Regions from separate parts of the Rattus norvegicus genome. Here region 1 is linked to region 2. A link is a contact called in public Hi-C data. All regions are on one chromosome and are shown on one strand. The core of a region is the stretch at or near the end of the contact, and the rest is flanking DNA. Distances in the headings are between cores, read along the strand shown. Region 1 overlaps Gnaq (G protein subunit alpha q). Region 2 has its middle 75 kb from the start of Gnaq.

What was found. Hi-C and Micro-C count contacts between places; a contact is called where the count stands out from the background.
Region 1: a contact with region 2 is called in a Hi-C map of the A7r5 cell line, with 8 times the contacts expected there. The contact joins two enhancer-like sites. A contact is called at or near these places in 9 of 12 Hi-C or Micro-C datasets (the A7r5 cell line, the Rat2 cell line, Schwann cells and 4 more).

The regions. Positions count from the first base shown.
Region 1 is chr1:223,056,465-223,063,013 of GRCr8, reverse strand. All of the region lies in intron 5 of Gnaq (G protein subunit alpha q), which reads right to left. Among named protein-coding and RNA genes, the nearest start is that of Gna14, 82 kb to the left of the region's middle. Within about 2 kb of position 2,878, at least 2 of the 93 cell types and tissues checked have an H3K27ac peak or open chromatin away from gene starts, as enhancers often do. A contact at or near this core is called in the A7r5 cell line, where this site is marked.
Region 2 is chr1:222,774,269-222,781,111 of GRCr8, reverse strand. No RefSeq gene overlaps it. Among named protein-coding and RNA genes, the nearest start is that of Gnaq, 75 kb to the left of the region's middle. Within about 2 kb of position 2,416, at least 19 of the 93 cell types and tissues checked have an H3K27ac peak or open chromatin away from gene starts, as enhancers often do. A contact at or near this core is called in the A7r5 cell line, where this site is marked.

The DNA.
Region 1 (6,549 bases), core at 1,629-4,128, 280 kb before region 2:
TCAATAAAAATGAAAAAAAAACCTTACCTGATTACAAATGGGCAAAGGACTTGCATGTGTGTTCTACAATGATTAGTAAGCACACGAGAAATGCTCAACAGACTAATCAGGGAAATGGAAGCGTCACACATGATAGAACTTCTTCACTCATTAATGATAGCTATCATTAAAACAAAACAAAACTCGTAACTAGTACCTGTTGGCAAGGATGTGGAGGAAGACAAAAAGTCATGCTGGTGGGAACATCAAGATGATATGGTTGCTATGGAGACATTATAGTAGCCTCTTATGAAATTAAAAAAAAAAAACAATTACTATATGACCCAGCAGCTCTATTCTGGGCACATATTTCAAAGAACTAACGAGTAAGAGCTCAGAATAGTCAGCCTGAGCTCACAGTAGGAGGTTAAAGAAGGACACCATGGCAGCAGCTTCTGAAGGATGAATAAAACTGGTGCTTTCCCACATGTAGCGAGGGGAGTGAGAGATACCTGTAGCCAAGGATGTGCACACTGTACACCACGGGTCATGAACAAACTGTGTGGAGTAAAGCAAGCCAGGCAGAAGAACACTGTGTGTTTCGATTTATCAGAGAGACGCAGGACAGCTACATGCACAGACACAAAGAAAAGGGGAATTTATTGTGAAGACATGTGGAGGTTGGCTTTGGGAAGACGAAGTTCTAGAAGAGTGGTAAGAGCCGCTCGGCAAGGCAAGTGCTCACAGTACTCCTGAGCCCTCCACTACTTCAAAGCAGGAAGACGGAGTTTCACTTGTGCAAACTTGAAGATAGTGATCATGTGACGTATGAAATAAAACCTTTGTAGGTATTCATGTGAGGTATGTGCACACGTGTATAGAGGTTGATGTTGGGTGTCCTCTTCTATGTAAAGCTGCTATTGAGGAATAAAATAAAGACATATTTACAGCTCTTTCATGTAACTCTTCCCTGCTTTTCCTCAGTGCTTCCTAGCTAATGTGCATCAGTAGTTGATAAGACATATAACTCAGAGAGTAGATTGTTATAGGAGGAAGTAGCTACTGAGAGGCCCTCAAAGGGGAAATGTCTATTCGTAAGCAGCCTGGAGAAAATAAGTAATACTGTGGTCCCTTGTGGTTTTTAACTCATAATAGACATGGGGGTCGGGGGAGAGGTTGCTTTCCTTCGAATCCGACCCAGATGAGTGAAATGTGCTTATCTTATGCAAATGCCCAGCTTGGTGGACCACAAGTATGGACTCCAATGTGTTCAGATGTTGGAGTTTTTATAAATTGCTCTGTGGCTGCCAAGAGAAGTCCAAGTGTACCTACAAAGTAACATCTGGAGATGTCATACACAGGGCGACAGAATACTCTTCAAAGGAATCACTGCTTCCAGTGAGTGCACTCTGCTCCTGATGTCCCTCTGCAGGTCTACAAAAGGCTCATCGACCAAGACTGACAGTTACTGTCTCACTAGGTCCTTCCCTAGGTCCTTCTTTCCCAAACGCTCTCTGTTCTCCTGAATTTTATATAAAGTTAAATGCTCAAAATTTAGTTTTCAGATTTCTCTATGAAGCCTGGTAAATGGGATGAGAATACTGACATCTCAGGAGAGGCATTTTTTTGTCTTTAATACACACACACACACACACACACACACACACACACACACACACATATCTCAAGACAATGAAGTTGCCTAAAAGTAAAGAAACAATTTCTTTTTTTATTTGATATTTAAGAAACAATTTCTATGTCAAAGTGGTCTGTTTTCATAAGGTTTAATTTCTATTTTAGCCTAGCCTAACACTTAATCAAGACTGTTAACTCTCGAAGTCATACAGCCCACCTACAACCATCTGTCCCCCCTGCATGGGACCCTGGAAAGAATTCCTGCATGAGGGGAATTCATTGAATTTTAATGCTCTAAAGCTGGAGGTTTCCTGTTTGGGCTCTGAATAAATAGCAACAGTGTGAAAGGTACTAGATTTTTATCTCTCTGGATCTAGAATTATCATCACATTATAATAATCACTTATATGACACCAACAACGCACCACTGACTGTCCTATTTCATGTGTTAGTTACAGAGTGAATCTTTACCATAACCCAAATACAGCTGAGTAGACTGAGGCCCTAGAGTCTCAAACATAGACAGTAGCTGATCTAGGATTTGGACATATGTAATAACTATGGCTCCTTTGGATTTTGAGGCACTTCTCCGTTCTTAACAGGAAATAAATACTGAATAATTCAAACCTCAAACTCCTTTACTGTGATGTGGCACAGTCAGAAGATCGATATAGATATTCCCTAGACCATGGCAAATGCTCAACAAACAGGAAGCTCCAGAGCCTTCTTATGCCATGTTCAATTCGATGCTAGGAGAGTCTTCCTCTTAGCCTACGAATGAGCAACAGACAGAACCCAACATTGGGCTTGGGACCTGCAGCCACTTCCATACCTCTAGTTTCTCTGTAACACAGCCAGCAGTTAAAGCTCACACCAGCAGAACACTGCTTCTGTTAGGCATATCTTTATCTGAGAATGTTTTCTGAAGAAGCCTACCTATAGATGTTAAGTTAGGGACTTGTTCTCCAGGTCCTGCTTCAGTGCTGTTTTAAACACTTGGAGCAGCCCTAAGCCAGATGGTGATCTCAAGGCCTGTATCTTTAGTGAGCTGTAGGTCTTAGACAAATTACAGTACTTATGGCATGCAATGAAAACACCAGCCACCAGTGCCTTGTCCCTGCCAATGACGTGCACCCAGGACCTATGCTCCAGGAAGCACTCAACCCACTGCTCCGCGTTTTGCCAGACCAGCACCAAGATTAAACAGCTCAGCAACAAACCGACCAAGCATGCTAAAAAGGGTGGAATGGAGGGCAGGGGATAGAGAGAGATGACACGTGGACAGCTAACGCCATTCCATACTCATGGAGTCATAGAGTCTGTATATCCAGGCTGGGAGCTTAGAAAAGGTGCTTGATCCCTACCTAAAGAAAAAGTCACTGAAAGAATACAGGCTACAGTGACTCCAGGAAGAATATCCTTGTCAGAAAAAAGGACAGACTGACAAGGGCCTAATGAGGACTGTGTATCTGGGTAAAAAAACATGAATAAGTGCCAGCTTTTGCTTATAAAGATGCACACCACTGAAGGAGACTGAGCAGTCCACATTTTATGTTAGTTTTAGAATCTGGCATATGGTCTGAATATTAAGAATTTAAAATTAACCTGAGGGCCTAAATTTTCTGTATGAATTTATAAACAAGGATTAGCTTCTGAACTTAGCTTTAGCTTGCTTTTGTGCTTGCTTGCCTGCCTGCTTGCTTTCTTCCTTTCCTTCCTCTCTCTTTCCCTCCCTCCAGCCCTCCCTCCCTCTTTTTCTTTCTTTCTCACAGACAAAGTTTCTCCCTGTATCAGTTCTGGCTATCCTGGAAATTGCTCTGCAGACCAGTCTGGTCTCAAACTTACAAATATCCACTTGCTGCTAACTCCTGAGCTGAGATTAAAAGTGTGTACCATTACCACCAGGCCAGCGTTAGCTTTATAAAAAAGCATTCATTGGTTGAATGAACAGACAGCATCTAATGACAGGGACTCATTTATTGACTAATAGCAAAAAGAATGATTTTTATCCAGTCACCCACTGCAAGCTGCCCCAAACAAAATCCCAAGCAAAAGTGAGACCAGGTATCAGTCAAGCACAGAAACCAGAAACTTGTCCAGTCCACAACAAGCCTTGGGCACAGAAGCTCCTCCCTAAGCACTATTTCATCCTTCTCTCCCTCTGGAATCACTCTACTTATGTGTGACCCAGCTTCTGAAATTCCAAACCATGTATCTTTTAGCCAGAGGCTCTAAACTTCTCAAGTTTTTCTCTTAGTCTGACAATGGTCTGGTTACTTTCCTGAAAACTGAGTTAAAACTGAAAGGGAAAGGTTATCTTTGTGTCTCTGTAAAATGACTCTTATTAAGCACTGGCAATTTAATCATGAAATAGGCCATTTCAAATCCAGTCCTTCATACGTTACAAGTTGTGGCAACCCAGGCTCAATGGTCAACTCTATTTGAGGCAGAGGAAACACAGAAGGGACTCGTGCTGGAAGCGTTTGGATTCCATGCTGCCATGTGTCGGCAAGCTACTGAAGAGATGTGGGAGTAGTGAGGAGATGCGGCAGTGGGGTTTATATTAAGCCACCAGTCAGGACTGCCATGGCTCAATAACAATTTCTGAATGACTTCATTGGGCAAACCAGCCCATAATGTAGGGCAAACAAGGCACGGATCAGCTGTAAATCACAGCCTATTAATGTAGTGTAGATTAATTAGGAGGAACTCAGTTAATGCAATTTTAAAGAAAAAGCAAAATGCAGAAACATCACATGTTTCTGTCTAAAGGAAATACAGGAACAAAATGGAGCAGAGATGAAAGGAAAGTCTATTCAGAGACCAGCCCACCTTGGGTTCCATCCCATGGGCAGGAACCCCGACACTGCGCTTGCAGACAGAAGCCTAGCATGGCTGTCCTCTGAGAAGCTCTACCAGTAGCTGACTGAGATAGATGCAGATACTCACAGTCAATCACTGGACCAAGGTCAGGACCCCTATGGATGAGTTCGGGGAAGGACTGAAGGAGTTGAAGGGGATTGGATTGCAATCCCATAGGAAGAACAACAGTATCAACTAACCAGACCCCTCAGAGCTCCCAAAGAGCATACATGGGCTGGACCGTGGCCCCTGGCACAGATGTAGCAGAGGACTGTCTTGTCTGGCCTCAGTGGGAAGGATGCATGCACTTAATCCTGTAGCAGTTTCTAGGGAAGGGAGATGCTAGTGGGGTGAAGTGGGAGTCAGTGGGTGGGTGAGCACCCTCTCAGAAGGAAATGCAAGGGGGAGGAGGGTGAAGAACTCATAGAGAGAGCACCATGAAGGGGGGCAACATTTGGAATGTAAATAATTAAGAAAAAATTATGAGAAAAACCAAACCAAACCAACAACAAAAAACCTAAGTTCAACAGATAATGAATGATGCACTTGTAATTGCACATGTCTGCATGTCCTTTCTCCCATTGCATGAGCGGAAAATGAGAACAGAGAACAGTCTGAGCAGTAAGCAAACTTCTTTCCCTTTGACCCTCGTGAGTATGTGTGCATGCAGAATTGGGAATTCACTCAAGTATATCCTTGGCTACACATGGATTTGGGGTCAGTTTAGGCTGCATGAGACCCTGTCTTAACCAACCAATCAAGATTGTTGATGATGTGAGCTATCATTTCCTTGAGATTTGTGTTCTAGGTAGTTTATATATTACTTACAAATAACATCACTGCTACAGTTTGAATCTGCAATGTCCCCCACAGGCTCATGTTTTGAATTCCCAGTTGCCAGCTTGTGGTCCTATTTTGAAGAGAGTGGATTCCTTAAGAAGTGGGGTCTGGGTGGTGAAGTAGACCTCTATCTCCTTTTCCTATCTCTGTGTTTCTCTGGTCTGGTGCCATGAAAAATCTGTCACATGTTCTCCCCACTATGAACGCTATCACACCTTCTGCCCTCTGAAACCAGGAAAACCTCTGTCGTTCGGTTGTTTCTGAATGCACTCTCTTCCAGCAATGGAAGACCTATCCAGTATCTTAAGTGTTTACATTAAAATAGTTAACACAAAGACAGTCACTGTTCATGATTACTCAGCCTGTGAGTGGGGCTAGGACTCAACCAGGACAACTGGACTCTTTCTACTTCCCTGTTTCTTAGTCAGGGACAGTTCTGAGGTACAACACCTTAAGTGTCCAGTATCCCAGAAAGTAAGTTTCTGTCTTACTGCTGCATGTATGTATGTGTGTGCTGTATACATGTATGTGATTGCACAGGTGTGAGGGCCAATGGCCATGTGGGAGTTAGAGCAGGATGTCAGTGGTCTCCATCACTTATTTTCTCCCTGCTGCCCCAAGACAGTGGCTCTCACTGAACTGGAAGTTCACTTATTGGACTAATCTGACATCACAAACTCTACAGAGCTTCCTGTCTCTGCCTCACAACACCAACATTACAGGTATGCATAGCCACACCTGCCTTTTTATGTAGATGCTAGAGATCTGAACTTAGGTCCTCGTGCTTGCTCTCACCTACTGAGCCATCTCCATAGACTATTCCTAGGGTTCCTAATTCTAAAACAATATAGCTCTATTAGTGTGGCCACCAGTGACTCTTGTTCATCACATCACACTCTATGAGACCAACACTGATTTTTTTTTCTTAAATGAAGTTCCCCAGTAACCTTTGAGTAGATTCCTTCTCTAAAACATTCTACCCTTTATCATCATCATCTTCTTCTTCATCTTCATCATCATCATCATCATCATCATCATCATTGTTACCACCACCACCACCACCACCACCACCACCACCACCACCAATCGTCATCACACCCTGGGTTCAATTTTTGAAACCTACAGGGCAGCTCAGTCATCTCTAACTTCAATTCCAGGGGATTCCATGCCCTCTTCTGGTCTCCACAGGCAATGCATGCACATAGTGCAAAGACATCCATGCAGGCAAAACAT
Region 2 (6,843 bases), core at 1,167-3,666:
GGTTTGGAGGCCAGATGGGGAACGGCAGCCACCACTCTGTCCTCTGATGTAGACAGGTAAAAGTAGCCCAAGCCATCCATTCCACCTGTGTCTTGGTGAGACCTGCCAGTTCCTAGGAGGCTGACTTACCTCCATGTTGGAAAGAAGAGATATGTACAAATTATTCTGAAGTCAAGAAAACAACAGGGATAGAATATTTGTTATAGGCTAGTTCTTCTAATTTATTTTTGGCTCTCCTACTTGGGCAATGTGGCAGCATATGTATAAGAATTCCTCCAGGTGGAAAAAAAAAAAACAAGTCCTCCAGTCTACCTCTGATTTATGCAGTCAGAATCTCTGGTGGTTTGAGAATCTAGGAGTTAGACTCCGCATTAGGCAGACAGATAGGCAAAGAGGCCATGGATAGATTTTAAAGATGGTGAACTTCCAAGATGGCTGACTTCTTTCTCTCCCTCATGACCTGAGACAAAAGTCTAGAAGCTTAAAACAAAGGAAGACTCTGTGGGGTTTTTTTTCCTCCTGCCAATAGGGTCTCCACTGATGGAGTGTTTCAACAAGTTCAAGGCCACATTAGGACATGTCTTTGTCCAAACTCACCAACACTATTACAGGGGAGGAAGACCCTTCGGAAACTTAAATGGTGACTTAGAATTTCGGTTGCTGTGATTAAAATAGCAAGGTGGGGAAGAAAGGGTTTTGACTTATACTTTCACATTGTAGTCCATCATTAAAGTCAGGACAGGAACTCAAACAGGGCGGTGACCTGGAGGCAGAAGCTGATACAGGGGCCACGGAGGGGTGCTACCTACTGGCTTGCTCCCCATGGCTTGCTCAACCTACATTTTTATAGAACCCAAGACCACCAGCCCAGGGATACCACCCCCCACACACACACATGACACAGTGGTCTGGGCCCTCCCCCATAGATCACTAATTAAGAAAATGCCCTCCAGCTGGATCTGGTGGAGGCATTTTCTCAATTATGATTCCCTCCTTTCAGATGAAGCTAGCTTGTGTCAGGTTGACACAAAAATCAGCCAGCACAAATAGTATTCGAGATTTCTCCATTGCTACTTGTCATGCTAAAGGATTTTTTTCTCTGCCTTTTAATTCTTTGACTGATGGAGAGAAAAAAAAGTCAAGATTCTAGACAGTAGCAGTTTGGGCCTCTTGTGAACCTATGTTTAAAGATGGTCTTTGTATTTGTCTTTATCTGTTTTATGTGAATGCAAGCATGTTTGCATTTGGGAACAATTTTCAGGTGTTGACTCCTGCCTTCCACCTGAATGGAAGAAAAATGAAATAAAAAAGGAGGAGTGTGAAACCAAACACAGGAGCAGGCAGGAGCGGCTCGCCCTGCCTGTTACTGGGAGACTGAAACAGGAAAAACATACCTTGCAGGTTAAGAGTTCTGTTTGCAGTCAAGACAAGAGTAAGTTTCTGTTTGTCTTATGTTTGTTTGACCTATTACATTGGACGTGTTTGATCATGAGTGGGCAGAAGGTATGTGGACAGGAAATATGTCAGGATGTATGCTTGTCCCTGATTAGATTTGATGGGAAATATAGTGGCCTGGTGGGGTTTTAGCTTCTGCAAAGTGTGACTCGTGGCCATTTTCTTGGAACCCAGAAATGGACCCGGATAGATATCTTCCTGACCAGTATTTAACTAAAGTTTGCTTCAAATATGGCTTTAAAGTTGTGGTAGTGGCCTTATCCAACCCCCCAACACCCGTGGGATTAACAAGACATAACTAGAAGATTTATTGTAGATATAGGGGAGAAAGCATGCAGAGGGAAGAGTCCAGGCTATACATGGCTGACAGACTAAACTAGAACACTGAAGAGAGATGGGGAACGGGAGCAAGAGAAGAACATGCGACTATGAGAGGCACCCAAGCCAAGAGACCAGAGTAGCCAAAATGGCCGAGTTATATAGCGATCAGGCTCGGGAAGGTAAAGCAGACGCGCACCCCTCCCCGTCCCCCTCCCCCTCCCCCTCCCCCAGAGGGTTAGCGTAGCAGACTGGGTGAGAACTGCTGGAAGGCGCCACAGGTACTGAGTGATACTTGTCCTGGGCTTCTTTGAGACCTATCACCACTATGCAGCATAATCTTTCTTGTTTCTGCCCCACTGTCTCATCCAGGAGCGGCGGTAAGGTTCCAGCCATGTTCCTCGAATCTCAACACAGATGTACTAAGATTACAGATCAAAAGGGGTGCCAAACCAGTGATTTCACCCACTGAGCCATCTCCCTGGCTCGGGTCAGCATTTTAACAGGACCAAGCAATTCTTGTCCACACAGACATTTGACACCCACTGCATTGGATCTTCGAGCCTTTCAGATGAAGAACTGTTTGCTCTGGGAATCCATTTTACCTCACGCCTAAAACTGACAGGGAAGAAAGTCCTCGAGTGCCCTCTGGAGGTCATCGTAGGAACTGGGCAGCTTTATAGTGAGGTTTTGTTTTCTTTTTCTCGGGAACAGGTATAAAAATACCAAGTGTGATTTTTGAGCCCTTCCTAGAACCAAACATTGTGATTAGGAATTCGCACAAATTTTTTCATTTAGACTATCATGCAGGTGTTACTATTCTGCAATTCTGGCATTTGACCACCTCCTTTTAACTTGGTTTTCCTTGGCGTCCAGTATACCCACACCCTTTTTCATTTGCCTTGGGTCCCTCTGTCTCTTCTTCTTCCGTCTGTCTCAGTACCCATCTCCCAGGTCTTCTCATCTTCCCCCAGGGAGCAATGCTTGGGTTTCTTTTCCTTGTGCGCTCAACTTCTTAATGAATTCTTTTATCCATATGCCAACAAACCCCACATTTCTATCTTGTGACCAGCGTGCTTCTTGAGACACAGGCAGCTGCCTTCTGGACATGTCTACTTGGACGCCTGAGAGACGCCACAATTGTGTCTAAAAACAAAGTTCTCCTTTTCTTCCTTAAACCTCTTCCATTTGAGATTTCTCTCATCTCAGATGATGGAAATTCTCTCTCACTGCAGTTGAGTAACTGCGTGGTGTTCTCACTGGGTCCTCTCACTCATAGCCCTGCTCCATCACATATCCCTCTCCTCGCCTGGAGCCTTGCTTCAGCCTCCCCCTTGGTCTTTTTATCCAACTGTCTTTCCAAGAGACAATTCTCAGAAACCAGAATGGCTTTCGTAGAACGCTTCTCAGCTCTTAATTTCTCTACTTAATGTCCTTCCAAGCCTCCGGTTTTACTCTGATAAATGTCAAAGTCCTTCATATGGCCAAGAAGACCCTGCACAGGCAAGGTTCCCCAATGTTTCTCCGACTCTGGCTCCTTTTGAATTCCTCTTTGTCTATCTAGCTCTGGCCATAGCTGTGCTATTCCTAATACAAGCCTGGTAGGAGCACCTTCCCATCCACTTACCTAACCCTTTAGCTGCTGCAAACACTTACTCCAGCATGACCTGGTCCACAGAGTCTACTCTGTCATTTCTGTTTAAATTGGCAACTTGCTCCACCCCCACCCCCAGCCCCTCTGTAGCACTGCCCCACCCCCAACCCCTTACCACACTGTGCCCTGTCTGTGGCGTGTCATGGCTTTCCAAACTATTGTCTAATCTAGTAGTTATGTCCCTGGGTATTCGTTCCACTAGAATTTTTAACCCCAAATAGGCAGATATCTCTGTCCCTTTTGTTTACTGATGTGCCCAACACATAGATCACTGACTTAAATATTTTAAAAATGTTTGCTGAATAAGACATGACCACATCCTTGGCTCTCGGTGCTTCAGTAATTCACTTAAAAAGTAAATCGGAATAATCAGCATATTTGTTTTTCTATCATGGTAGCCCTGTAACACCTGACCTCGGCAGTTTCTGCAGAGAGCAGTTCCCAAGAGGAATGACATACATGGGGCTGTCTGTTCTCACACACCTCTTCTGGAGCAAACTGAGACCCCCGCCACTTGGGTCCTCCATAGCAATTCAGCACATGGCCATCTCCCTAACCTGATTTATCTAGGACAGTAATGCTGTTACTTATAGAATTTTTCCTCCAAGCAAAAAATCATGTGTGGCATTTTTCATGTATGATTCCTACTTAAATATGAGTCCCAAGAAATTGTGACTCACACATACACACACACAGCTATGTAAAGTTGTATGTGGTGGCTTTTCTGTAAGGTTCTCCTGAACAAGACTGTCTCATCTTCAGATATATCTTCATAAGAGAGGGGACAGCAGCCACACTGCCAGTGTCCTGAGTTGCCAGCAGCTGTATTTGTTAGAGGGAAACAAGCCTGCTTATTGCTCTGAGAACAGTGGAGATTGAGTGTGGAGAATACAGCTGCTGGACCTGTACTGGCTCGCACCTGGATACAAAGGGAGGGTCCTGGACCTTGTGTTTCTTAAGTCTTCTTGGCCGAATTAACCTGAGTCGCTAATGTAGAATTTTGTCTCTTAACCCAAAGGTGCATTGCTTCCCGGAGCCTCAGGATTCCTGGAGAACCCAATTGCTGTGGCCTTGCTTAGTATCACTAAATCCACATTCTGTCCTGGCCAATGCCAGCCTGACCCAGGTCCTCTGGTGCTGTGACCACGGCTGCTGCCACCAGCTCTGCAAATGAAAACAAACCCAAGGGATTGCTCAGAACTTAATGAATGAAGCATTTCTTTTCTATAATTTGTTTTTACTTCAAGAAAAAATGAGACTCCCAAGAAGCACTCTCAGAAAATGAAAGGACAGGACAGGAAAAGCCCTGCCCTCTGAAAAATCTATCAAGTGCGCCCACACAAGTTCCCAGCCGTCCGACCACACATGCAGTTCCTCAGATTTATAGCTTAATCTTGCAAAAATGGGACCGGTTGCTTTGAGAAAAACAGTTAACTAGACAGATTGCTTGGGGGTGAAAGGAAGACTTCTGCCTGTGTCCGTGATTAACTTGTGCAGAGCGTGAGTTTCAGTCGCAAAAACAAAAACAGCGCGCAGCGGCATAAGATATCCGTCACAGTTGCCATTGTACCCAAGGCGGAATTACTTACCTATAGGAGTCACTGCAAAATCTGCTATAAGCCATGCTGCTAGCTACCGCCTCCTCTGCAGGGTACTTTGTAACTGTTAACACAAGGTGAACCAGAACTGAGGAAACGCAGGCTTCTCTTGACCCCCGGAAGTCCACACTCACCAGGCTGTGTTCTCACCTTCCTCGAAACCACTTCTCAGTCTCACCACAGGGCCCTGACCTCCAATGAGGGGAGCGATACCTGGAGTATCATTTTATCTCTACTCTTGACAAAAATCATCTCAGCTGGTCTTCAAGGCACCGAGTATTCACCAATGAGCCTTGCTTTTCTGCTTTTCTACTTTTATACCTGAACTCACCCCAGAGATCCACTGCTCTAAAACAGACTCACTGACATTTCTGTATCTTGACAGGAATCCCAATTCAAAATGTTCTGCACCAAATCTCTGAATTCTCGACTTTCCCTGGAAGTCTTTCTCACCTCACTATCAACTCCTATTATCCTGTTGCTTTGTCCAAAATCCTGTACTCAATTCTGTCTCCCATAATGCCTAATTCTGAAAATCCCTGTGATAGCCATTTGAATCCTGTCCAGAATCCAATCACTTCTCGAATTTCTAGCCACCGCCTGGTCTAGTTGTCTGTAAATTGTTGTCTGTAAAACCGTTGTCTGTAAATGGGATTCCCTGCTTCTAAGCGCATCCTCCTGAACACCTGTCTTGACACCAGTGGTTCTGACAAGCACTTCCAGGTCAGCAGTATCCACAGCACCTGACAACTCGCTAGAGGTGAACTTCTCTACTTGACCTCCTTAATCAGGGACTCTGAGGACAACGTTGAGTGATATGTGGTATAAAACTCGTCCTAGGTGATGTTGGTACAAGGTCAAATTTGAGAACCACTAATCTCCAGAGCCTCCAAAGAGATCCTTTAATAAGTAAGACTTTCCTTCCCACAATCCCTTGTGCCCGTTTGCTGGAGGTCAGCAGTTCTTTCTTGTTTATGGTTCTTCTTGAGGCAGCAGAAGGGGAAAGAGCCTCAGCTGGGGTAAGACTTGGTCTTACTCGATATTTAGGGTTGCTGTATAATAATAAAATGTTTACTTGCCTTAAGTCTTGTTACTTTGCCGGAGTAGCTGACCTGCCTGTCTGAGTTCCTCTGAGGCCAGAAACTGATTATCACCTCATCATAAAACAGCAGGGGATAAGTGAAAAGATTTATTGCTGGTGCTCCTTCCTCTGGGGAATGAGCCAGAAACCTCTCTGTAAAATCTGGTTAGTTCTTTGTGAACCAGGGAGGAAGGAAAGGAAAAGAATTAAGATGTATACAGGTAAATATGCACAGACATACATACATTCAAACATTACTACACCTATACTCTGGCCGATTCCAGCCATCTGTCTCAATCAACTCCACAAGTATTCATGCATGCTTACATACATACACATACCTACACACAAACATATAGACAAACAGACATATAGATTTCGGTGGATGGATAGATGGGTGAATGGGGCAAAGTTCCCAAGACCAAACCATTCAACCAACCACTTTATTTCTTTTCTCTAGTCTTTTATACTTTCTTAGACAAAAAGTTCTTTAGAAAATTACCTCAGAGATAAAATGTTACATAGAATGGGAGTTACAGAAGGATGTTGATATCAAGTTCAAAGCAGTGTTTCATTATAATATACTCATTAAAAGTTCAAAGCAATACTTTTTCATGGCCTTGCCTATCATAGTGCACACCTGTGACTGTATCCTTGGACCTAAGTGTTTTTCCTTGAACATAAATTTGTCCCAGGTCTACTTCTTTTTTTGCGTGTGTGATTATGAAAGCTCACTG